Linked DNA regions of Mus musculus: all the other regions are linked to region 1. Evidence: chromatin contacts called from public Hi-C, HiChIP or PLAC-seq and Micro-C data. All regions are on one chromosome and are shown on one strand. Each heading gives the region's core, a stretch centred on a gene start, on an enhancer-like site or on the middle of the called end of the contact. The rest is flanking DNA. Distances are from core to core; before and after follow the strand shown. Region 1 holds the start of Fnbp1l (formin binding protein 1-like). Region 2 overlaps Abca4 (ATP-binding cassette, sub-family A (ABC1), member 4). Region 3 overlaps Synpo2 (synaptopodin 2). Region 4 overlaps Abca4 (ATP-binding cassette, sub-family A (ABC1), member 4). Region 5 overlaps Gm46822 (a long non-coding RNA gene). Region 6 holds the start of Gclm (glutamate-cysteine ligase, modifier subunit). Region 7 holds the start of Usp53 (ubiquitin specific peptidase 53).

The links. A called contact is a pair of places that touch in the nucleus more often than the background predicts. HiChIP or PLAC-seq counts read pairs in DNA pulled down with a chosen protein or histone mark.
Region 2: a contact with region 1 is called in a Hi-C map of cerebral cortex, with 2.6 times the contacts expected there. The contact joins the enhancer-like site here to the promoter of Fnbp1l in region 1. A contact is called at or near these places in 4 of 484 Hi-C or Micro-C datasets (cerebral cortex, cortical neurons, embryonic stem cells and 1 more), 5 of 115 datasets of contacts at active chromatin or transcription factors (the NIH/3T3 cell line, astrocytes, embryonic basal ganglia and 2 more) and 1 of 9 other capture datasets (embryonic stem cells).
Region 3: a Hi-C map of olfactory sensory neurons shows a contact between it and region 1, with 3 times the contacts expected there. The contact joins the enhancer-like site here to the promoter of Fnbp1l in region 1. A contact is called at or near these places in 2 of 484 Hi-C or Micro-C datasets (group 2 innate lymphoid cells and olfactory sensory neurons) and 3 of 115 datasets of contacts at active chromatin or transcription factors (embryonic stem cells and stem cell-derived neural progenitor cells).
Region 4: a contact with region 1 is called in an H3K27ac HiChIP or PLAC-seq map of embryonic stem cells, with 3 times the contacts expected there. The contact joins the enhancer-like site here to the promoter of Fnbp1l in region 1. A contact is called at or near these places in 1 of 484 Hi-C or Micro-C datasets (stem cell-derived neural stem cells) and 9 of 115 datasets of contacts at active chromatin or transcription factors (the NIH/3T3 cell line, craniofacial prominence, embryonic stem cells and 3 more).
Region 5: a contact with region 1 is called in an HNF4G HiChIP or PLAC-seq map of pancreatic cancer cells. The contact joins the enhancer-like site here to the promoter of Fnbp1l in region 1. A contact is called at or near these places in 1 of 39 promoter capture datasets (cranial neural crest), 3 of 484 Hi-C or Micro-C datasets (granulocyte-monocyte progenitors, liver and pancreatic cancer cells) and 8 of 115 datasets of contacts at active chromatin or transcription factors (bone marrow-derived macrophages, embryonic limb bud, embryonic stem cells and 2 more).
Region 6: a Micro-C map of embryonic stem cells shows a contact between it and region 1, with 6 times the contacts expected there. The contact joins the promoter of Gclm here to the promoter of Fnbp1l in region 1. A contact is called at or near these places in 4 of 39 promoter capture datasets (the 3T3-L1 cell line, the HPC-7 cell line, liver and 1 more), 3 of 484 Hi-C or Micro-C datasets (all in embryonic stem cells), 19 of 115 datasets of contacts at active chromatin or transcription factors (the 230-238 cell line, the NIH/3T3 cell line, astrocytes and 12 more) and 4 of 9 other capture datasets (adipose tissue, embryonic stem cells, liver and 1 more).
Region 7: a Micro-C map of embryonic stem cells shows a contact between it and region 1, with 6 times the contacts expected there. The contact joins the promoter of Usp53 here to the promoter of Fnbp1l in region 1. A contact is called at or near these places in 4 of 484 Hi-C or Micro-C datasets (all in embryonic stem cells), 4 of 115 datasets of contacts at active chromatin or transcription factors (embryonic stem cells and stem cell-derived epiblast-like cells) and 1 of 9 other capture datasets (liver).

What each region holds. Positions count from the first base shown.
Region 1 is chr3:122,618,177-122,621,423 of GRCm38.p6, forward strand. It overlaps Fnbp1l (formin binding protein 1-like), which reads right to left and starts at 1,538. Exons shown (of 14, transcript NM_153118.3): 1 at 1,354-1,538. The coding sequence starts at 1,377.
Region 2 is chr3:122,120,790-122,124,036 of GRCm38.p6, forward strand. It overlaps Abca4 (ATP-binding cassette, sub-family A (ABC1), member 4), which reads left to right. Exons shown (of 50, transcript NM_007378.1): 19 at 842-1,016; 20 at 2,770-2,901. All of the region lies in intron 2 of Gm40138 (a long non-coding RNA gene), which reads right to left. Among named protein-coding and RNA genes, the nearest start is that of Gm40138, 4.0 kb to the right of the region's middle. Within about 2 kb of position 1,607, at least 175 of the 459 cell types and tissues checked have an H3K27ac peak or open chromatin away from gene starts, as enhancers often do. A contact at or near this core is called in the NIH/3T3 cell line, astrocytes, cerebral cortex and 2 more, where this site is marked.
Region 3 is chr3:123,102,923-123,106,169 of GRCm38.p6, forward strand. The region is part of intron 4 of Synpo2 (synaptopodin 2); the gene reads right to left. Among named protein-coding and RNA genes, the nearest start is that of Myoz2, 70 kb to the left of the region's middle. Within about 2 kb of position 1,654, at least 45 of the 459 cell types and tissues checked have an H3K27ac peak or open chromatin away from gene starts, as enhancers often do. A contact at or near this core is called in olfactory sensory neurons, where this site is marked.
Region 4 is chr3:122,144,122-122,147,368 of GRCm38.p6, forward strand. It overlaps Abca4 (ATP-binding cassette, sub-family A (ABC1), member 4), which reads left to right. Exons shown (of 50, transcript NM_007378.1): 33 at 3,077-3,182. Among named protein-coding and RNA genes, the nearest start is that of Gm40138, 19 kb to the left of the region's middle. Within about 2 kb of position 1,605, at least 6 of the 459 cell types and tissues checked have an H3K27ac peak or open chromatin away from gene starts, as enhancers often do. A contact at or near this core is called in embryonic stem cells, where this site is marked.
Region 5 is chr3:122,197,614-122,200,860 of GRCm38.p6, forward strand. The region is part of intron 5 of Gm46822 (a long non-coding RNA gene); the gene reads right to left. Among named protein-coding and RNA genes, the nearest start is that of Gm40137, 12 kb to the right of the region's middle. Within about 2 kb of position 1,613, at least 83 of the 459 cell types and tissues checked have an H3K27ac peak or open chromatin away from gene starts, as enhancers often do. A contact at or near this core is called in bone marrow-derived macrophages, granulocyte-monocyte progenitors, liver and 1 more, where this site is marked.
Region 6 is chr3:122,244,031-122,247,277 of GRCm38.p6, forward strand. Gclm (glutamate-cysteine ligase, modifier subunit) reads left to right here and starts at 1,527. Exons shown (of 7, transcript NM_008129.4): 1 at 1,527-2,081. The coding sequence starts at 1,956. It overlaps Gm46822 (a long non-coding RNA gene), which reads right to left and starts at 342. Exons shown (of 6, transcript XR_001783970.1): 1 at 1-342.
Region 7 is chr3:122,982,728-122,985,974 of GRCm38.p6, forward strand. Usp53 (ubiquitin specific peptidase 53) reads right to left here and starts at 1,720. Exons shown (of 16, transcript NM_133857.3): 1 at 1,555-1,720.

The DNA.
Region 1 (3,247 bases), core at 288-2,787:
AAACATAAAAGTAAATGGGAAAGGACCAATAATGCCTGAAATTCTAACTGATGTTACATGATTCGTTTACAAATGACGCTCACCATTATCAGAACAATCAAGTGGAGAGGCTCCTGAGGTATTTTGTCTTGATGGTTATGTTTGCAGACTGGGCAAACACTTCTGCAGAGTGCTACAGGACAGATTCCTGGGGCAGGGTTAAGTGGGTGACTAGATGAGCTTTTAAGTGTCACTTCTAAAATTCCCAATCTACAGCACGTGGAAAAGGAGAAAACATTCGGCCTCGCGACTAAACGATCTGTTTCGAATCCCAGTGAGCGTACATACTCGAAACTTGTCCCTCCTCTCCCGCTACAGAGATTCCCGGAGATTTTCGCAAACAAAGGCACGGAAAATATGCACAGGTGGGATAAAAAGGGGAGTGGCAGAGGCCAGGCGGCGCTCGCTCGAGACAGCGCCCCCACGCCGCCAATTTTCCCGGCCGCACCTGAGAAATCACTGCCATGCACACCTCCACCCTCAGGTGACGGCGTCCGGAGCGAATTCCTCGACCTATAACCCTCCGCCTGCACCTTGGTCGGACATTGGGTATTGTCTGCAGCCTCCAGCGCCCAGGAAAGGCACGGAAGAAAGAGAGAGAGAGAGAAAAAAGAGAGAGACAGACACACACACACATACACACACGAGAGAGAGAGAGAGAGAAAGAGAGAGAGAGAGAGAGAGAGAGAGAGAGAGAGAGAGGAGAGAGAATAAAGAACGAGAGGGAAATCAAGCGATCGGCAAGCCGCGCGCTCCTTTCGCCAAAATGAGCGTCCCTTCCTCGATCCCACTACCTAATTCGGGTCACAAAAGCAGACCCGCCAGCCCAGAGAGGCTGCAACCGGAGCTGGCCGGCGCGGAGTCGCGGGCGCCCTAGGTCCCGAGCAAGGAGGCAGCAAGAGAGGGAAATGGGCGTGTGGGTTGGGCCTGGCTGGCCCCAGGCCGGGCTGGGAACAAAGCCGCCCGGCTCCCCCTACCTGGAGCTGGGGCGTCGCCCAGGCGCGCGGCGCGGGGATCCGAGCGGCGCCCCTTCGGGACAATGGCTCCCTCCCCCGCCGTCGGGCGCGCGGTACAAAGGCGCGGCGCCCGGCCGGGCACCCGTCCGCAAAGTCAGGCAGAGGCTGGAGAGGGGACGGCAGCGGCCGTCCAGGGCTGCGGCCCGGGCCCCTCGGAGGGAGCCCCAGGCAGCCGCCCCGTCGCCTCCCCGCCCGCAGCCGAGCGGGCTCTCGCGGCACAAAGAGGCGCCGGAGTCCGCGGCGCGCCAAGCCCGGGGCTCCCGCCGACGGCGCGAGCCGCTCTGCTCCCCACACTCACCCACAGCTCGGTGCCCCAGCTCATGGCGGAACCTGAGGCGACTGGCGCCGGCCGGCTGCTCCCGCTGTCCTCTCTCGTCCCGACTTTCCCCTCCTCAGCGTCTGCCTCGAAAGCTGCCGCCACCACCACCGGGTTCCCCAGTGAGTGAGAGAGACACGACTGAAGCGAGCCGCCGCCGCGTCCCCGCCTCCCGGCAGCGGGGAGGGAGGGAGGGAAGGAGGGAGGGAGGGGGCCGGGGCCGAGGGGAGGCGGGACGGCGGGGAGGGGGCGGGCCGCGGTGCACCCTGGGATCGGGGCGGGCCCGCACTCGCGCGCGCGGGGGCCGGCGGGGGTCTCCTCCGAACAGCTCGCCCGGGGCGGGGATCCTCGGACCCTCGGCGGCGTCCGCTCCGGCCTCCGGGCTCAGCAAAAGCCGCACTCAGACTCCCGCTCCAAGATGGAGAGCCAGGGAGGACGCCCACGGTCCCTGCCTTGCTCGGAGACCCCCCCCCTCAAAGGAGGCGACCCCACACGTCAGCGTTCTTTGCGGAGCCCTGACAAAGAAACCACGTCCAGACGTTGGAGCAGAGGGGTGTGTGCGTGTGTTTAGTTAAAAAAAATCTGCCTTCGTAAGGTAACTTCTCCGTCCAGGCTTGGCGCTTCAGCCTGGGATCCCCGGGAACCACAGACCTGTAGAGGTCAAACGTCCAATGTGAATGCAACGTGTCACACGACGTGTCTGGTTTTTGTTTTTGTTTTTAATAAAGCATTTTGATTTTATTGTAAGTTCTTTCGGGAAACCTTTTTTTCTTTTTTTTAAGAGGCAAGCGATCCCGTAATCTTTTGGGGACGTTGCCATGGTAAAAGATAAGACTTGGTGGAAAGCGAACCCGACTGACACCTGCAGGAGGTGAGACGCTGCTGAGCTTGCCTGAATTCTAGGCTCGTGGCTACCTCCAGGGACCGGTCTCTCCCTCCTCACAGCCCTTCAACAACCTGTTCAGAGCCTGAGGCGTCTCTTGCCTCCGATAGGAATCTTGGCTGCAGACGACCTCTTGCTTTTAGCTGTGCTGAGTTATTTCCCAGCCTGCCTCCACTGGCAGTCAGCAAGTTTGGCTGGTGCTACTAGATACCGCGTACAGTCTGCTCACTAACTCCCCAGCATATGCTTTAGTATTAATTGCTTGTCGCTTAAAACACACACATTTTCACTCTAGAACCAGTAGAGTACTCTTCAGTGAGTCATGACAACTGAATGCTTCAAGGTCCCCCCACCAACGGACGTCTTATCAGCCTTGAAACTCCTCCCTACGGGACCGGGACCGGGACCAACACAGGTGTTCCAGCTTCTTCCGCCCCAGCCTTCCTGTTTACCTAGTTCTGCTCCCCATTGAAGTCCAGGCAAATAGCCAGAGCTCTCCAGGCAGTCTAACCACCACTCACCAAATTCTTTGCTATCCTTTTCTGAGGTAGGCTGAGCAAATGAATACTCTCTTCTAATTAGGTTAAGGCCGGTCTTTTTTTTTTTTTTTTTTTTTTTTAATGTTCTTTGAAAGTCGCTGAAGCCAAGTGTGATGACGCACACCTGTAATTTTAGTGCTCCGGAGGGGAGAGGCGTAACTACAGGAGTCAGAGGCTAGCCTGGGTTACAGAGTGTGCAGTGGTTGGAGGGTGGGGGTGGGGTGTTGGTAAGAGAGAATATCTTCCTAAGAAATAACTTCTTTCCACCATTTTTCTGGATTTCTCTATTTCAAAAAGGCCTGTCTCTGTCAAAGTATGTCTTCTAACAGTCACCTCTCCGGTCTCACTCTCACTCTCTAGATAGTATGAAGTTACTGTAGCAATGTCTCCTTTAGAGCTATTCCAGTTCTAAGATGTAACTTACCTACGCTCTGCCGTGGAAGCTAAGAAAGAC
Region 2 (3,247 bases), core at 357-2,856, 500 kb before region 1:
CTCAGGTACCACTTTGCAAAGCTGATGTTGGAGACCTGAATCCTCACAGAGCTGGTTTGCAGGCTAAAGTAACTCTAGAAGATCCTCCTCCCAGAGTGGTATGATAAGGTTCCATTTCAGCTTTAGTTGTGGCCAGGAGACACAGGCAGACAATGCAACGGGAGTTGGGGACAGAGCAAGGGACCATTAGTTAATTAGACTTAATACTCTGACAGTAATCTTGACTCTATAAGTGAACTTCGGAAAAGATGCTGTGGTGGGGGGTGGGGGGTCACGGGGAGGGGGAGAGTAGGTTGGTTGATACTGGAAAGGGCACGGAGCATGGGGAGGAAGGAGTTACGATGAGGAAGAGTAGGTTGTCCTGGCTTGAGGAGTCAGGGCTGGTGCCAGAAACCTATGAAGATCCGATAGACTGAGCCTTGAAGCAAAGACGGAACTCGGGGTTAACTCAATAATAGACAGGAGCTATTTCAGATGGGTATGGACCCTGGGCCCATACTTGCCACTTGTACACCATGTAGCCTTGATAGAACACTTGATGTCTCTCAGTCTTGGGCTTTCTAACCTATTGAAAAGAGCCTAGTTATATCTACCTATAGGACTATATGTGTGAAGTGAGGGATTTGTTGGGAAACATTGGAAACAGTGCCTAACTCACAGTAAGTGTGAAATCTATGGCCAGTGCAACTATGACTACTCCTGTTTTGATCTTCTTCACAAAGCTGCAGCCACATGGGCAGGTGAAGTTACAGCCAGAGCACAGGTCTGAAGGAAGCAGTGTGTTCATGAAGCACGGCGTCATTAACATGTGGTGTTTCTACAATGTGTTTTTCCCTCCAAGACTCCTTTTTTGAACGCGAGCTTCCAGGGCTGGTGCCTGGTGTGTGTGTGAAGAACCTGGTGAAGGTTTTTGAGCCCAGTGGCCGGCCAGCTGTGGACCGTCTGAACATCACTTTCTATGAGAACCAAATCACGGCGTTCCTGGGTCACAACGGAGCGGGAAAGACCACCACCTTGTGAGTTCTCTGCCAGAGAGGCTGTCTCCCATCCTATCATTCCCCGGCTTCATTCTCTCTCCCCAATAACTCCACTCTGTTCTTCCTTACTGAATTTCGGTGGAAACATATACACTCACACACACCTCCCACGGTGAGGATAAAAAGCCGTGGCTGCCCATGTCCCCGGGCTATTTTTATGTAGCACTCCGTTTCCTACCAATTAATAATTAGGATGCTTTAGTGCTGGTGTGGGACCTCTGATGGGATGGCTACCTTTCTGAGAAAGTGTAGGGAGAACAGTGAAGTAGACTCGCTGCCTGGCAGAAGGCCAAGGGCAGGAAGCTTTGAGGCTCTGGGTGGACTCCTCCATCCATCCTTTAGTTCTGGAAGGGGTGCGAGCGCCACCTGCTGAGAACAGGCAGTCAGGGCTCCGGTGCAGACCTCCGATGGGCCGATGGGCCGGTGGAGGAGGGGTAGGGGTCAACAAGCCATGTGACAGCAGCCATCAAATCCTTGGCTTGCAGAGCCCCGGGAAGGAACAGCAGTGTACACCCTGCTCCGGAATGTGCTCCCGGGCCTTTCAATGGGAATGGAATGCGGGGCTGGTGCCATTGGGCTTGGTACTGTTTCCCTCTAGTGGTTGATCAACATTTCAGCTTCGAAGTACAGGTTCAGATAGCATGCGATTTTATCAGAACTTGGGACAGAACTGGGCGTGGCATCCTAAGGCTATCTCCTTGCTAACTCACGTGGTGGGAGGACAGGAAACTCCATTCGAGACCCCAGGACCTCTAGAAGACAAACACATTACTTCACTCAGTGCAGAAACTAAACTTCCACTGGGGTCGGAACACAAGCGCTGTCCTAATGCTGGGAATAGCATAACATTTTAAGTTTCACTTTGTGCTGGGGCCTGTTTTTGTTTTGTTTTGTTTTTCAAGCATGTTCGATTCACTTAACTTAGACAACTACCCAAGCAGGTGGGAGACATGTTTTGTATAATTGAAGAAAGAAAAGAGAAATCACAACATTGTTCACATTTTTACATTTGGAATTCCCAAACGAATTTGTTTGTGTTAGCCAGTCAGCAGACAGGCTGCCCAGCTTCTCACTGGCATCAACTGAGCTTTGGAGAGTCACCAACCCTGCTTCTCCACTGTCAAGGGCTGCACGCCCAGGCAAAGCAGTGGGGCTGGGTCCTAAATCCCTTTAACTGACCACAACTGTGACTACGACAGTGGCCACAATGGCTGGCCACATCAATAGCCACGGAGCAACCACTATGACAGACCTTCACGGTGGACACTACCGCTGACCACAGAGTAAAACAACAGTGAACACTGTAGCTGACCACATCCGTGAATATCACTCTGACAGACAGTCATAATGGGCACCACAACTGACCACCACAGTGGCCATCCAGTGGGCACTACAACTGACCGCTGCAATGATGGCTGGGTGATGATGGGGTGGGGTGTCTGAGTCTGGGAATCCCCGAGGCTCTTGATACTGGCCCAGGAACACTTGGAAATAAAAAGTAGAGAAAGAAGGCCCTTGTGGTCTAGGCACTAGGACTTGAAGCAAGGCACTGGTGCTAAGTAAACCCTGTGTGGAAATGTTCTGGGCCCCTCAGCTACATCAGGTTTGAGTTTGATAGAGAGATAGGGCAGGTGTCACTACAAGCATCCTTCTGACCCTGTATGGGGTTACCCTCATCCCCTGGTGAGTTCTAACAACCATCTCTTCTGCCACTTAACCCTGTGTTCGGCAGGTCCATCCTGACAGGACTGTTGCCACCGACGTCAGGAACTGTGCTCATTGGGGGAAAAGACATTGAAACCAACCTGGATGTAGTACGGCAGAGCCTGGGCATGTGTCCACAACACAACATCCTGTTTCATCAGTAAGTGAGCTGGAGTTGAGATACTCCTGGGCAGGGGTGGGGCTCATTGGAAGAGCACTTGCCTGGCCCATCCATCACCCTGGGTTCTGCCCCCAGCACCACAGGAAAACAAAATATCTGTCAGAAACCCCTGTTGTATACTGGCTGGTTTCATGTCAACTTGACACAAGCTAGAGCCACTGGAGAAGAGGGAGCCTCACCTGAGAAAATGCCTCCGTAAGATCAGGCTACAGGCAAGCCTGTGGGGCATTTTATTCATTAGTGATCGATGGGAGAGGGAACAGCCCATTGTGGGTGGTGCCATCCCTGGGCTGGTGGTCCTGAGTTCTATAAGAAAGCAAGCTGA
Region 3 (3,247 bases), core at 404-2,903, 480 kb after region 1:
TTGGCCTGAACTCTGTTTCAAAGAAACCTGATAAAAAGAAGGAAGGGAAGTATGGCTAATTAACATTCAAAATGCTTCAGAATTCTTTGATTTAGATCAATAAGAATGTTTTGAAATCTCACTTCCAGAGAGATTTCAAATTTTAAGTTAGTCACTTTAAAAACCACTTTTGATTGGAGTTAGCAGGTCTAGGTCCCCAAACCAAGGGCAGCTTTTCTTTGACAATCCCTTCTCTGAGAGTTACAAAGATGCTGAAGCGCTCAAGACTGTCTTAAGTGATAAAACTATAATTCTGCTTCTGAAAAATATTTATCTCACCCTTGATGTGTAGTGACTGATCTGACAAAATCAGATCTTGAGGCTTCTCCTATCTTTAATAAAACAACAAGGACAATACTGGAAGTCAGTTGCTGAGCCACAAACTTTGGAATGGCGGTCTGGGAAGCTCTACGAGGGAGAAGAGTCTGCTGCCACCTGGTGGACGCTAGGCGTAATCACGTTTGCTTTAACACCTCACAGAGTCCGAGCAGGCCCACAGCCCTGCGTGGTTTGGTTGTCTTTGATGAGGGGAGCCTACAAACTATTAAGAGTCTTAAAGGACTGTTAGACAGGTGTTAGAAATGCGTTTTATAAAATGAGGTGCACAAACAAACAAGTATCAGATGACAAATTCCTGGCTCCCACCCAGATCTAATAAATAAGTATCCAAGGTAAGGCCATGCCAATCTTTACTCCCATGGAAATGAAAGTTGGAAAACGATGTAATAAAACACAAGAAAGACATACGGGCATGGTGGCTTATCCTGTATCTCATACTTAGTTCCTGACTTGCTTTGGTTTGAGATGCGGGGGGGGGGGGGGGGGGGGGGGCACTCATGAAGCCCAGGCTAGCCTCCAAATTCGTCTATAGCTGAGGGAGACCTTTAACTCCTAATCTTACTGCCTTCACCATTGCACCATTATGCTGGCTTTCAGCAAGACTTTCCTAATTCAGATTCCAGCGTCGATGGAGCTCATACTAGGCTGCCGTGAAGAATTAGTTAGCCATATCCAAACATTGACAAGCAGGTCAGGTATTCATCCTTGGGTGCTAAGTGTGGGAAAAAAAAAAAGAAAAGAAAACTCAAAATGGCAGATTCATGCCTTAGACTGACACCTGGGGTATCCAGGTTACTCAATAGTGGATCTTATTCTGGAGTGAGCAGTTGTTGACGGCATTTATACATTTGAAACACACTGGGGAAAAATGACCAAGGGTAAACCAATTCAAGACCCAGTTGTGGCTTTTGGGGTTTGGCTGTTTGGGGCCCAGTTGTGTTTTGTCTTTAGCTATGACTAGACGTCACACATGAAAATCTAAGCCATTTCTGTTTCATTATATCCGAAACAAAATTCCAAATCCAAGCTTGTTTTGATTTGTGATTCTTTTTTAAAGGTCGAGTCTTCTGAGCTCCGACTTCTGCTTCTGACTCATAGACATTCTAGAAGTACCAGAAAATCCACAAAAATTCCCTGGGCGGAGGTGGTCATGTTGACGTCCCTCCCTGCATGGCTTCTGAGGCTTGTGTCTATGCCTTCCCAGGCCCTGGGCGCTTGCTCTGTGGAGACCTAGATTTCAGTCTGGCTTTGGAAAGCAACCATACCTCTTAGGCAAGATCAAGTACTGCAAAACAGGTCGGGTCATTGACCCTTTGTCCCCAGAGGGAGTTGCAGCAGGCCTGGGGACAGTGAGGTGCAGTGAATGAATGGGTCAGTGGGTGTTGTCAGGGCAGGAACACACAGTGAGACTCTATCTCAAAAATAAAAGGGTTTGTGTGCGTGTGTGTGTGTGTGTGTGTGTGTGTGTGTGCACCTCTGTGTGCTGAGAGAGTATTTGCATCATCTCGGGTAATCCCACATGGAATTTACTTAAGAGGTGATTATCTTTTGATCATACCAAATCAAACCAGTCCCTTTTTCCTCCCCAGCATCAGGGATGGATCCTGGAACCTCATATTTTCTGGGCAAGCACTGTACTGTTGAGCAATGCCCTGTCCCCAAATCACAGCTTCTTAATTCCTAATTTTGCGGGAATTTTTGTCACTCGGTATTATTGTCACTAAATTTGAGGGTTTTCTTTTGTTCTTTCTCACGGATCTCCGTTTTCTCTTGGTCCTCTACGGTCCTGGTAGCAGTGAGCACAGTCTGGCACATACCAGCCTACAAGGGCTGGGAATTTGTTTGATGGAGTCTGTTCAGCACACTTGTCTGAAATGTAAGGTGTGGTCTACGGTTGCTTGGAAGTATTTGACAGGGACTGTGCTGGCTAATTTTATGAACTTGACACAGACTAGAGACATCTGAGGAGATGGAGCCTCCATTGAAAAAAAAAAAAAAAAAAACAAAGGGCCTCCAGGAGGCTGAGCTACAGGCAAGTCTGTAGGGCATTTTCTTAACGAGTTCTTGATGAGAGAGTTCAGTCCAATGTGGGTGGTGCCACCCCTGGGCTGGTGGTCCTGGGTTCTATAAGAAAGCAGGCTGAGCAAGCCCCGAGGAGCAAGGCAGTAAGTAACATCCCTCCATGGCCTCTGCATCAGCTGCTGCTCTATTTGAATTCCTGTCCTGACCTCCTTCAATGACAGACAAGAATGTGAATGGGTAAGCCAGATGAACCCTCTTCTCCCCAGCTCGCTTTTGGACATGGTGTTTCTTCACAGCAATTATAAGCCTAAGACAGGGAGGGTTGTCTGTCTTGGGGGAATCTTCCAATGGGGTCTGCATAGCAGGAAGGGTTGATCCCCCCACCCCAGGTACATCTAGGGTGGCTGCTGCCTCAGCTGGAAGTGTCACCCTCACAGGTCCCAGTGATAACTACTCGTCTTCTTTGAAACACTGGAAGCTGGCGAGTCTCGCATTATAATTCTGCTTAGTAGTACTGTTAGGATGCCCAAAGTGATGGGTTTTGAATTACCCAACTATCTAACAGGAAATTTCTTTGAATTCTCTCGGGGGGGGGGGGATGCATAAAGCCAAGGAATCATTCCTTTTGTTTAGTCTGCATTTCTTCTTGTGCACACCCCTCCTCCTTCCCTCCATCCTACCCCCTGCATCACCAACCCCCTTTTTCATGTTCTGTTGGGTTTTTATTTTATTTGATTCATTCCAGGGCCTCACACACACGCTAGGCAAGTGATCTACCACTGAGCTATATATTCCTAGCCCTGACTCCATTTTCTAAATCGTATCCCTTGCCTAGCCAGAGGCTGTG
Region 4 (3,247 bases), core at 355-2,854, 470 kb before region 1:
TTTCTTCTGGATAGCTTCAAGACCACAGCAGTAAAATCCTGTTTTTAGAAATGTCCTCTACAGGGAACTGGGGTTTCGGAGATGCTGAATCAGAAGGTGGAGACAAAAGAACAGTTCAAGACCCTGAGAAATGACAACTTGTGTCTTGCTTTATTAGTCACTAGTGGGCGGGACTTAGTCTTAGAATGGGCGGGACTTAGTCACTAGTGAGCAGGGCTTGGTGTTAGTGTGGGACTTAGTTAGAGTGGGTGGGACTTAATTTTGTCTGTTGAAGAACTGGGGTCTCCTCCCGCATCAGAGTTATAAGCCAACCATTGACACACTCACTTTCTCATCTTTATGTGAAAGAAGGTAACCCCAAAGGTGGAGACCCAAGTTAAGAATGACAAGAGTTGACAGGTGGTGGTGGCACATACCTTTAGTCCTAGCACCTGGGAGACAGAGGCAGGCAAATTTCTGTGAGTTCAAGACCAGCCTGCTCTACAAAGTGAATTCCAGGAACATAGAGAAACCCTGCCTTGATACCCCCTCAAAAAAGAGAGAAAGAGAGAGAGAGAGAGAGAGAGAGAGAGAGAGAGAGAGAGACAGACAAGAGTTGAGACAGAAGAGAGTTGGGCTGTCTAAGCCAGGCATGGGACTAAGAGACACAGAAAGGAGTGGTGGTATTGGATAGTGCCTAAACTATCTGCAAAGGGCAGAGAAGACACAAAAGAGAAATCACAAGTTAGGCCCACAGTAAAGTCAAGGAAGACATCAAAAAGGGCTAACCCAGGGAAAATGAGCAGGAATTAGCTAGGTGTTTATAAAAGGGAAGAGTACCTTAAGAAAAGCCAGCAAAGAGACTTGGAGGTAGCCTGAAGCATGTAGAGTTTGACATAGACAGGACAAGACTTTAAGGGAAATGATGAAGAAGATGGAGTTACACCAGGATAAAGGTCCAGACACCATCTTGGAATAGAAATGGGAAAGAATTAAAAACCAGCTTAGCCTGGGCTGTTGTGGCACATGCCTTTAATCCCAGTACTGAAGAGGCAGAGGCAGGCAGATCTCTGTGAGTTTGAGGCCTGGTCTATGGGGTGGGTTCCAGGACAGCCAGGACTGTCACACAAAGAAACCTTGTCTCAAAAAAACAAAACAAAAAACAAAACAAAACCAAGCAAGCAAGCAAACATGGGCTTAAATCTGGATACAGTGGCCTTTATTTCTAGTTCCAGTGACTGGGAGACTGAAACAAGAGAGTCACTTGAGTACAGGAGTGCAAGGCTAGCTTGAGCAATATAGTAAGACTATCTCAAAATGTGAATTTAGATCAACAGAATTGACATCAAGAAAAATACTGATATCACTCAAAGCAATCTACAGATTCAACACAATCTCCATCAACATGACAATGACTTCCATCAGCATGACAATGACTCCATCAACATGCCAATGGGCCCCATCAACATAACAATGACCCCTATCATCATGACAATGATCCCCATCAACATGACAATGACCTCCATCAACATGACAATTACTCCTGTCAACATGCCAATTGTTGGGGTTCAGAAGTCACCCTGCAAACCACAAGAACACTAATCTCAGTCAAGCAGGGATGGTTTACTGAACGTATATCCAAAGACTGAGTGACCAAGGGAACAGCTCAGACTCTAGAGCTGAAAGCTAGCTGTGCGCTGGACATTTCTCGGGGCCAACTTATAAAGGCTAAAACTGCAAAACCCATAATGAGTTCATATGCAGATGTGGGGGAGCTGTAGACCGGTTGGTCTTTTCTCATGTTTCCTTAGTAATTTAGACAGAACAGTTCAAGCCAACCCCTATCTTGCTTGGTCATGAGTGACGGCTGCAGATGGGGAATTTCTTAAGATTAACAAACCGCAGAATAATCGGAACCTAACAGGGTAGGTGGTCTGCAACAGGGTAGGTGATCTGCATGCCCCTGCTCTGAGTCCAGTTCTTTTTCTGTGACCATGACTGGCGGGCATATTACAGTAACAATAGGAAGTAGCTGCTAGATATGGAGCAAATGGCTACAGCTGTGCTAGGGAGGCTACCTCAACACCGGTGATTTCCATCAGCATGCTGCAGATGACGTTCTTCACGGGAACTGGAAAACGGGGATGTGATAGCTCAGAAGGTTAAGGCCCTTGCTACCAAGCCTGATGACCCGAGTTCAATCCTCTGGATTCAGATTGTAAAACCAAGAGCTGATTGTAAAAAGGAAAAAAAGAAAAACGAAACAAAAACCTGACTCTTGCCAGGTGTCTCGTGACCTCCACATATATGTATGCCCCCACCAGGATAAATAAATAAATATAATGTATTTTTTTAAAGAAATAGAAAAATGATCCAGGATAAATAAATAAATATAATGTATTTTTTTAAAGAAATAGAAAAATGACCCCCCCCCAAAAAATATATATATAACTACACTAAACCCCATCTCCTCGCAGCCAGTGGCTGTCATGAGGAAGACAGATGACTACAACTGCTGATGAGTATACAGAGGGAGAAGGAACCCTTATACACCATCGGTGGGGATATCCATCGAGCCACTACGGAAATCAGTGCAGAGATTCTTTCCAAAAGCTAAGAGTAGAGCAGGTTTGGTCTATACCACTCCTGACATATTTCCAAAGGAACATATGTTAACATACAGTAGATACTCGCACATCCAAGTTTACTGCAGCACTGTTTGCAACAGCCAAGCTAAGGAACCTACCTAGGTGCCTGTCAGAGATGTGATGGGTGAGGTTCTATGCACCCACCACAGAGAAGGATCGAATCCTGTCGTTTCAGAAAAAGGCATGAAACCAGAGAGTAACATATTAATCCAAATGAGCTGGATTTAGAGACAAATGTATGCCTTCTCTCAAATGTGGAATCTAGAATGTGGCTTTGCTTGCTTCTAAATTTAGAGAGTAGGAGAACTATTTGGAGAACAAGGTGGGACAATGTTGTTTGCCTGCGAGGCTAAGCCCTCCCAAATCCACATCCCCTTCGGAAGCTGAGGTGGCACTTACTGGGCATGAAGCATCATGGCGTTGACAGGGGCTCTCCTACTGCCTTGTAGGTATGGAGGAATTTCCATCGGAGGAAAACTCCCTGCTATCCCCATCAGCGGGGAAGCACTTGTTGGCTTTCTAAGTGGCCTTGGCCAGATGATGAACGTGAGCGGGGTATGTAAAGACTTTGGGGATGAGTTTTTGACTTGTTTAAATATTAAGAAATGGAAATTATCTTA
Region 5 (3,247 bases), core at 363-2,862, 420 kb before region 1:
ATTCTCAGGTATTAGTACATTACGTAATTGTGGTTCTCTGTTTTTATTTGATGGGCCCAGAGTTGAGGTGTTTGTAGCAGCATCACCATAAATATGTAAGTAATGTTTTCTGCTGCAATCTTAGACTTACTATGAGATCACTGGGTGCCAAGGGTTTTCCAGCTCCAGTCTAGTCTTCCCAGACCATCATATACATGGCCTATCACTGACTAAAGTGCCAGTTTGTGTGTATGATTGCATTTGCCATAATCAGAGCACACAGCTGTCCACAGTCAAAACTAGTACCAACCTTGAAAAGAAGAAGGTGTGTTAGACTCCGTCAGTAGGGGAATAGTCTTCATTTTTACTTTATTTTACTTTGGTTGTTTTGCAGATGCTGTGAGATAGAATTTTACTATGTAGCTTAGGTTGTCCTGGAACCCACTATATAGCCCCAGCTGGCCTCCACCTTGAGGCAATCCTCCTGTCTCAGCCTCCCTGATATGTTATATTCAAGCTTGAGAATCTTGAAGATTTGTATACCACCATCCTTTGTTAAATAATGGTCTGTATGATTAAGATGGTAAAAAATATGACTGGACGTGGTGATGTATGCCTTTAATCCCAGCACTTGGGAGGCAGAGGCAGGCAGATCTCTGTGAGTTTGAGTCCATCTGGTCTACAGGAGAGAGAGAGAGAGAGAGAGAGAGAGAGAGAGAGAGAGAGAGAGAGAGAGAGTTAGTTCCAGGACAGCTGGGGCTACACAGAGAAACTCTATCTTGAAAAAAGACCAAACGAACAAAAATAGGAAAAATGTGAAGAAAACATATAGAATCATTAATTTGGTATTATAAATCCATGTATACCCCATCCTGAAATCAAATGAATTCATTCTGACAATTGAGAGAAACTGGTGCTGATGCACAGGGTTTTGACCAGTCTCTCAAAACCGAGGAGCAAATGACACATTGCCCTTATCCCAAAGCTGCCTTCTCATGTAGCAAAATATAACTTAGAAATACCCAGACAAACTGTAACCTAATTTGAGAATACATTCTTTAACAAGTAGCTAAGTCTTGGCCAATCATAGCAGATGAACCATCATAGAATGCAAACCAATAAATCAGCTGCTGACAAGATTCCAAGCAGGATCTTTCTATATGTCACTTCTGTTTCCTGCCAAATTGTTGAGTAGAACTCTCCAAACTGCCTTTATCCCGAGAGATATCTGATAACAAATGGATCTTTCATTCTGCACAAAGTGATGCTCTTAAATGTAACATGTCTAAGGTTTTTTTTTTTTTTCTTAATGAGCTGCCTAGCTTGTTCAAGTCCAACAGAGCAAGCTGAAGTTGCTGCATTCAAAACACACTGCCCTACAGCATACCATAGAGATCTTGGGAACATCCAGCGTTCCTAGTGCACACTTGGAGCTGGCTCCTCCCTGGCCCGTTTAGAGAACTTTGCCTGGACACTATAAGCAAGATCACCAGGTCTGATGACCAGCTGGGCCTTGTCAGATATATCAGCAGAGAGACTGTTTACAAACAGAATGGAAACGCGTCTAGTACCCACCAAAGCTATAAGCAGCTCTCTAGGCGTCCAACTACTCTTTGGATGGCATCCAAGGATCAACGGTCAGATGTTGCATAACGTAGCACGTGATCTACCAGCAGTGCACACATATACAATCACCCTTTGGCAACAGGCCTTGGCTTTCATAACCACATTCTTGGATTTTCTGGTGAATTGTTCAAACAGCCACCATAAATGAATGTCTGTGCCTGATGATCCTATTTTGCTATGGAAAAGTGAGTTGGCTAGTTGAAGGTGCTCAGACAAATGTAAATGGAGATAGCTGGCCCTGGCCGTTACAAAACCAGGTAAAGACAAAAGGATTTGGAAATTGCCAAAGAACACATCTATATGGTTAAGGATTTTTTTTCAATAGTTAGCATTTTCAGCAATATTTAACATGCTCTCAAGAAACAATATAAGCTACTAATTAGAACCAGCAAAAATATGCACACACACACACACACACACACACACACACTCACTAACCTGAGGGCAAAAGGAAACTTAATGCCAGAGCCACGGTCAGACTCAGGTCCTAACAGCCCCAGGCCTGTCTCCAGCCCACATTCACACTTTACTCTCCTTTAATGAGAAAGAATGGCAGAAACAGGCAGCAATTGAAGGAGGGCCAACACTACATGTGCTTACTAGTCAGGCTCTGCACAAAAGCATGGCATTCCTTCAACAGCAAGGGAGCGGGGAGGCTGGAACAGTGGCAGCGCTCACAAAGCTGGGAAGAAACAAACATTGGGACTGGCTGGGTAGGGTAGGATGAATAACAAAGCTGAAATGATACTGAACCGGGTACCAAGGGCAGGTACATCTGCTTTCATGGGGTCCCGAGACATCATAATTCCACCAGAAATCCATGGAGTATGCATTGTCTCGGTTGACCTTTGCATGATGTGAAAAGACAAGAAGATACAGGCCAAGATGGAAGAACAAGACAAAAAGATCCACAAAAGCTTTGAGAGACTTGAGACTCTTGGAGTTAACTAAGAATGCCCGTGCCTCTGGGAGCAGATTCGGCCAACTCAGAGAGGGCAGGCATAGGCTTTGTCCAGCTAAGATCCAAAGGTCTGATAAATAAAACAGGAGGTGGTGCTTAGGGCAAGGTCAGAGAGATGTTTCCTCTCAGGGCTCTTGCAGACCCCAGAAAGGCTTGAAGCCTTATGAGTGTTACTATGGCTTCACACCAACGAATTCACTGGCCTGCCATTACATGATTCGACTTCATTTCAAGAAAGCAACGGAGAAAAAAAGAACTGTTTATGGTCAGTCAGAGCAGCAAGAAGGGTGGTGGCCGCTTTGTAAATGATCAATAGCAAGTCAGAGAGAGGAGGCTGGGATTGTTTTGTTGTTGCTGTTGTTGTTGTTTGTTGTTTGTTTTTTTCCCAAGAGACTCTTAACCTACATGCCTTCCTACCCAGAGAGATGTGTTGCCAGGAACACTCACCCAGATCTTCAGGTTAATTGACAGCCCCAAACAAGGCCTTCTTTATAACCCTCATTAGGAGTTCTGCTGAGTTCGCCCAGGGGCCCTGCAGAGCAGTGCCGGCCCTGCCTTGTTCATTTCTTCACCGTTCTTGGCCCAAATTTTGTCTGAGCCCCGACTCTTGGTGATGGTGTTTTATGTAACCATGGCTGCTCACTGCTTCAGAACTTGGTATGATTAATGGTCGTAGGAACA
Region 6 (3,247 bases), core at 277-2,776, 370 kb before region 1:
CTCAGAAACAACGTGAAGTCCTCCGTGCACTCCTGAGTGTGCCAGCCTGTGATAGTCAGGTTATAACAGGAGAGAGTAGAATACAACAACAATTTTGAGGGCTAGGGATGCCCACTGTCAGAACGCATGTGTAAGCCTTCGACCCCAGCACCATAAATAGTAGTTCTCACTTACTGAACATTTATTATAAGCCAAGTACTGAACTAAGGACTCACCATACCTTCTCTTAGTAACTCATCACAACTACCTACCCAACGGCAGATCTGATGTCCTGTGGCCTCCAGGGGCCCTGAACGGTGCCCATAAACTCATGGAAGAAAACACACATACACACAAATAAACAATATTTTTGTATGTTTGTTTTGAGACAGAGTCTCTCTACCTAGCTCTGGCTGTCCTGGGACTCTCTATGTAGACCAGGCTGGCCATGAATTCACAGATTCACCTGCCTCTGCCTCCCAAGTGCTGGGATTAAAGGCGTGTGCCACCACCACCCGGCGACCACTAAGTTTTAACCAAATATTTACATGGACTTTTAAGAGAATATAATCAAAAGTCTAACAATGACCATAAAAAATTCATCAGAAGAATCAATTGTTTATATTTAAGTAAGGCCATGTGAGGGGCTGCTCCTGGGAAACCTCTTCTCCATGGATTCTTGCTCATTGGATGTGCACAAAGATGTACCCAACACCAGCCTCACTTTTTCTGGAACGATCTTCCAGCCTTTCCTATTTCTTAGTAGTTTACCAACTCAGATTCATGTTTCTTTTGAAAAGATTTTGCCGCCTTATAATGAAAATCTCACCTGGCTCTAACATACCTGACTGGTTTGTTAAAAAGTTTGTTTCCTGGGTAAAACTTTAATAAACGGTCAGTTTGCTATTATACCCAGCCATCTCCAGTGGGAATGGGGAAGAATCACGAACAACTTGTAAAAGTGTGAATCATAAAACGTTCTCTGTTACCATCTGTTCCTTATGCTTAACTGACCTGGAAACTAACTGCCCCGTGGTATTTTTATTGTTTAATGTTTCATGGGCTGAGGCCTTTCTCTCGAAGGATTAGGCTTCTGAAAGGGGAAAATTAAAGTTGTACTCTCTGGTTTCATACAGCACCAGCAAATAGGTAAATCAACACGCTGGAAGAAGAATGATCAGTTTGGGGGAAAGACTCTTGGGCAAAGCAAAGCAAAAGGAAAAAATAAAAATAAATTTAAAAAACAGAGCGGGGCGCGGGCAATGAGACACTCGCGCCATCGCATCAGCTCCTTAGACACAGAAGCAGGCACGCTCTCAAGGCCTGGGAGGATGGACCTCCGGCGGTCCTCTCGAAGAGGGCGTGTCCAGGGCCGCAGCGCGGGCGGCCATTGGCTGAGCGGCGCTCCCGGGCGCACCGTCAACTCTCACGAGGCGCTGGCGGCGTAGGCCGCGCGCCGCGCTCTGGCCGGCAGGGGGCGCACGTCCGCGCGCTGTTCTCCCCCGCGGCGCCGCCCGCTCCCGGCCGCCCGGCGCCACGCCCGCCGCAGGCCGAGGGCCAGTCACCCGCGGGCCTGCGCCCCGCCCCTGGCCCGCCGCGGGACGAGTAACGGTTACGAAGCACTTTCTCGGGTGAGGTTTCTGCTTAGTCATTGTCTTCCAGGAAACAGCTCCCTCGTTTCAGCGGCGGCGGCGGTGGCGGCCGCAGAAGCCGCAGCGACCGTCCGCGCCGGCGCCTCCCTCCCTTCCTTCCCTCCCTCCGGGACCGCCTCTCCGTCGCCGCCCGGCCTCCTCGGGCCCGAGCGCACACCGGGCTGTGGCCGCGCGGAGTCGGCAGCCTCGCGCTCTCCTCTGGGGCCTGGGGCACCGCCGCGCCCTGCGAGGCAGCCGTCTGCCCACTCGCCCGCCCGCCTGCCCGCCCGCTCGCCATCTCTCCGCGGCTCCGGCGCTACCCGGTCCCCTCCGGCGGCAGCTGCCATGGGCACCGACAGCCGCGCGGCCGGGGCGCTCCTGGCGCGGGCCAGCACCCTGCACCTGCAGACCGGGAACCTGCTCAACTGGGGCCGCCTGCGAAAAAAGTGCCCGTCCACGCACAGCGAGGAGGTGAGCACGGTGGGGGCCGAGGGTCTCCTCGAAGTGGGGACAAGCAGGGCTCTCCGGAGCTCGACCCGCTTCGGAGGTACCGAAGTGAGCTGGGTACTATCCCGGCTTGGCAGGTGCCACTGCGGGGCGAGGGGCGCCTCCGCCGGTCGGAGTTGATCGCACAACTCTTGAGGGCCACCGGGTCCCCTGTCTGGCTGGACAGAGCCACTGCAGCCCCGCGTCTTCATCTTCCGTCCCTCTCCCTTAGCCAAGGTAAAGGAAAGATAAAGGTTTAGTGTTTGGTAGATGGACTAACAATAGGTTTAACTTTGATATTGTTGACATTGCTTTCTCTATTGTACTGAATTTGGATTTGGGACAAATAACTTACTGGATGTTAACATTGTATTTGCTTCAAAACCATTAAAGAGGGGCAGGTGGTACACGCCTTTAATCCCGGCCCCTAGGGAGGCAATAGCAGTAGGATCTCTGAGTTCGAGGTCAGCCTGGTTTGTATATTGAACTCCAGGACAGCTAGGGCTACCCAGTGTCAGCCCCAACCCCCACGCCCCCAAAAAACCTAATGTGTAGTTGGAAGTGACAGATTAATCTAGAATTAAAATGTGTTATATTTGTGTTAATGGCCCATTCCTGAGCCAGTGGTTCTCCATGGACCGTGCAACTCATTGCAGAGGCGTATTGATAATATGGAACATGTATACTACTTAAAACAACAAAACAAGACAGATGTGCAATTATGTGTGGGGAGTAATAAGCTGGGTATGGTGGTGGGCTCTTCTAATACGCAGCCTCAGTGGGCTAAGGCAATAGAATGTAGAATTCGAGGCCAGCCTGGGCTACCATGTGATGAGGTCCTGGCTCAAAAAATAAATAAGATAAATGGAAACATTTTAAAAAAGAAACAGTTACACCTAGGAGCTATTTGACTTTGAGACTGTTTTCCCGGCTATAACTTTAACCTTGAGTAATATTCTCTCATCAAGTAGTTGTGGTAAGGAAAAGATGGGGTATGAAAATACTCTGCACACAACATGCTTGTTATCAACTGGATCATCAGAAAGGTAAACAAATCCTGGTTAAAGGCTACATTTCCTAAGTTAGGTCATATTGTAAGGTCGGTCTCAGTGGTCAGAGACAGACGGGCTTCTGCTCTTTTAGTGAGGCAG
Region 7 (3,247 bases), core at 470-2,969, 360 kb after region 1:
AGTTTTCAGAAAGTTGTAGAGTCAAGCAAAGTCCTTGATTCATTCCTTCTACAACTACAGACTTCCAACATAATGGAGCTGGTGTCTAATGAAGTTAGCATCTAAAAGTGCACATCACCCCTTAAAATAGATCAGATTTCTTGTCATTTTTAAACTTTATTCTGTTAAAACAAACTTCTAAGCCACTGTACACCAAAACTGCATTTTTCGACACTACATAGTGAAAATAAACTTCTGAAATTAAACAATATAAGAAATATTTTGAATCAGAGCACATAGTGAAACTGTAAGGGCATTGTGTGTGTGTGTGGGGGGGGGTGCTTTCTTACTAAAGGGCAAGAATAAGTAGAAAATGTGTCCTACCACTAAAATGGCACTTTTATTTAAAAAAAAAAAGTGACGCCTTTAAAGTAATAAACTGTTAGTGCCACGTATCATGAGTTCGATAGACAACTTTATAAATAAAAAAAAAAATCCTAAGGAAAAGGCTTGTTTGGAGGGTCTCTTGTTTTTTATCCTTTGGGAAAAATACTTAATACATTGATTCGATTTACAAACTAAACAAATCACTTCTGTAAGTTTATAGCAAGTTGTCCAAAGGAGCTCACTTTAAAAGTCTCTAAAAGATAAGTCAAAAACCTTATTTTCCATACAACTCTTGCCCGCAGAAAATCTATTAGGAATTCTTCTGACAATAGCAGATAAATCACACATTACTTTTGAAGACCCTTTCTTCACTATTTTTTTTTTCCTTTTTTCTTTAACAGAATAGGATGAGGGATCTCTGCCTCGACCATCATCGACACAGAATTGAAAACAACAGAAAATAAAACTGACAAGTTATCAATGTCACCAATCCATTCTATCATAACTTCGTGTCAGCACTGGCTCCACCTTTTAAAGGTGAAAATCAGCGTGCCTGGTCTTAAACAAGCTCCAGGGCTCACCACAGAGAACTTAGGTTTACTGCCCATGTACCTCAAAAGTAGCCTTGAAAATATATTTGGAGGAAAGAATATGTTTCCAGCTATGGAAGACCGCAAGCAGATAAGGACGTGCAGTACGTTTTTGCAAGCATTTATCGGGATCTGCACGGAGAAAACAAACCCCAGGAGAATAACAAAACCTCAAAACAGGCTCAGATTGCAGGGCTTCACATCCTCCCGGTTACACCTGCGCAGGCACTTCCTGTTCCCCCGCGCCGCCGGCGAGTAGTTTGGTAATTGTACCGTAAACCGCCGTTTAGAAGCTAAACATTAACTCCGTCCGTCTGTCCAGCTACTGAGAAACCAACCAAGCCAAGATTCTATCACATCCAATCCAGTCTGCTCCGCCAAGGAGGAACGCCAATCACGCTGGAGCCCTGGTGAAGGCTCAGTGCTCCGGCAGCTGTGGGGCTGCACCGGGAACCGCAGGAGCCTGGCCAGCGCATCCCGACCCGGCCCAATCCCGCCCTCAGCCTGCGGCCACCCGGGTTAGCGCGCCCGAGCGGGGCCAGGCCGTGGGGACCGAGAGTCCTCCGCCCTCTGCCCAGCGGGGGCTCCCGCGACTCACCCCAAGCTCTACCTCCCGGCGCCGTAGCCCTTCCAGTCCCACTGGCCCGGCTCCGCCTCGCGCCGACACCCACAACGTCGTGACAGGCAAAGCGACACGCACAGGGACAGACGGCCACACCGCCGCTTTCAGCCGCCAGACCCGCGCAGAGCATGCGCGCACGCCCAAGACCCAGGGGCCGGTCTGGGCAGTGACACCTGCGATCAACAGGTCTCTGGACCCCGCCTTCCCCCGCGTCAGGACGCCCCGCCCCCTTGCGCCGGGCCCGCCTCCTCGTCTCGCCCCGCCCCGCCCCGCCCCCGCACGTGAGTTCCCGGCTTTCCCGCGGGTGATGCTCCCTTTCCGAGGGCTTGTGTGAGGCGCGAGATCCCGCGAGAGCAGGGCTCGGGCTTCTGCCCCGACGCGGGGGTGGCGCGCGGGGCGGGCTGTGAGACGGGACGTGGCGGATCGGCGAGCGGCTGCGTGGTGGGCTGGGGACTGCGGCGGATTTCCACGGCAGACGCGGGCGTCCCGCCGTCGTCCGCCTTGGTTGGCGGCTTTGCAGCCTGAGTGCGGATGCGCGGGGATCTGAGCCGGGGTTCTGTGGGTTTCAGCCATTGCTGGGTCGGCACCCCGGCGGTCCCCTTAGGGAGTCGGTACGGTCTGTTTGCAGTTGAATGGTGTCCTTTGGCGCGAATGTATTTTCCCTAAGTGGGGCTTTCGTGACCACTAATAAAACGAACGTCTTCATAACCGCGCTGACCCAGTTAGTATTTGTCAGAAATTTTGGCAGCATCCTCTCCGCGATGTGGAGCAGGTTTTGAGTTGCAAGCTGCTGCTGCTGCGAACCAGACTAGCCTTTGTCTGGGAAACTTTTATTTGGGATGATAATTAAAAGGAAAAACAAAACAAAGGGGGGAAAAAAAAACCTGGCTGATGATTAAGATGACTCAAAAAGGTAGATGTAGGTTTGGAAGACATTTCCAAAGCTGGCGTGAGTCATAAAAGTTGACTTAGATAAACTCAAAGGGGACTCCAGTTTACCTGAAGAAATCGCATGAGGGAGACCCTGCAGGTTGGTGGGTGACATGCAGTGAGGTTATTGTGTTTGACCCGGGATCAGTGAGAATTTATTATGTACCACATAAAAGAAGTAACATGAAGCCATAGACGCCGTCCTCAACATTAACATTAAAACCTCGACGGGAAGGAGCCGGAGAAACCAGCTCTTAGAAATGTAAAGAATTGGCACCATACTGTTTCCTCTCGGGTGCACTCTGTTTTGAGGTGTTGTTTAATATATCTTCTGTCACCTCTTTCCCCTTCAGCTATATTGTGTATTCTCGGATGTATTTTACATGAGTGCCTTAAATATGTCTTAAAAATAGACCAAGGAACAAGCAGTCCAGGTTTAGTTATGTTAATGTCCTACTCTTGACGTAACAAGATCTGAACGCCTTGTTCCCCCAGGAAAAAAAAAAAATGGTAGTTAGGAAGGTCACAGTGTGGTTGTATTAACTCAGAATTACTGTTCCTCGATGTGAGGTGAATGTTGGGGGTTAGATTCAAACAGTCCCTGGGTGAGCAGACCTAAATTATGAAGGAACCATCTTCACCACATTGGTTAAGGGTTCCTACAAGGGAGTAGCTTTGGTGTGTCAGAGAATACACTAGATCATCTAGGTGAAGCCCAGCACTTCCTAGTACCAGCATA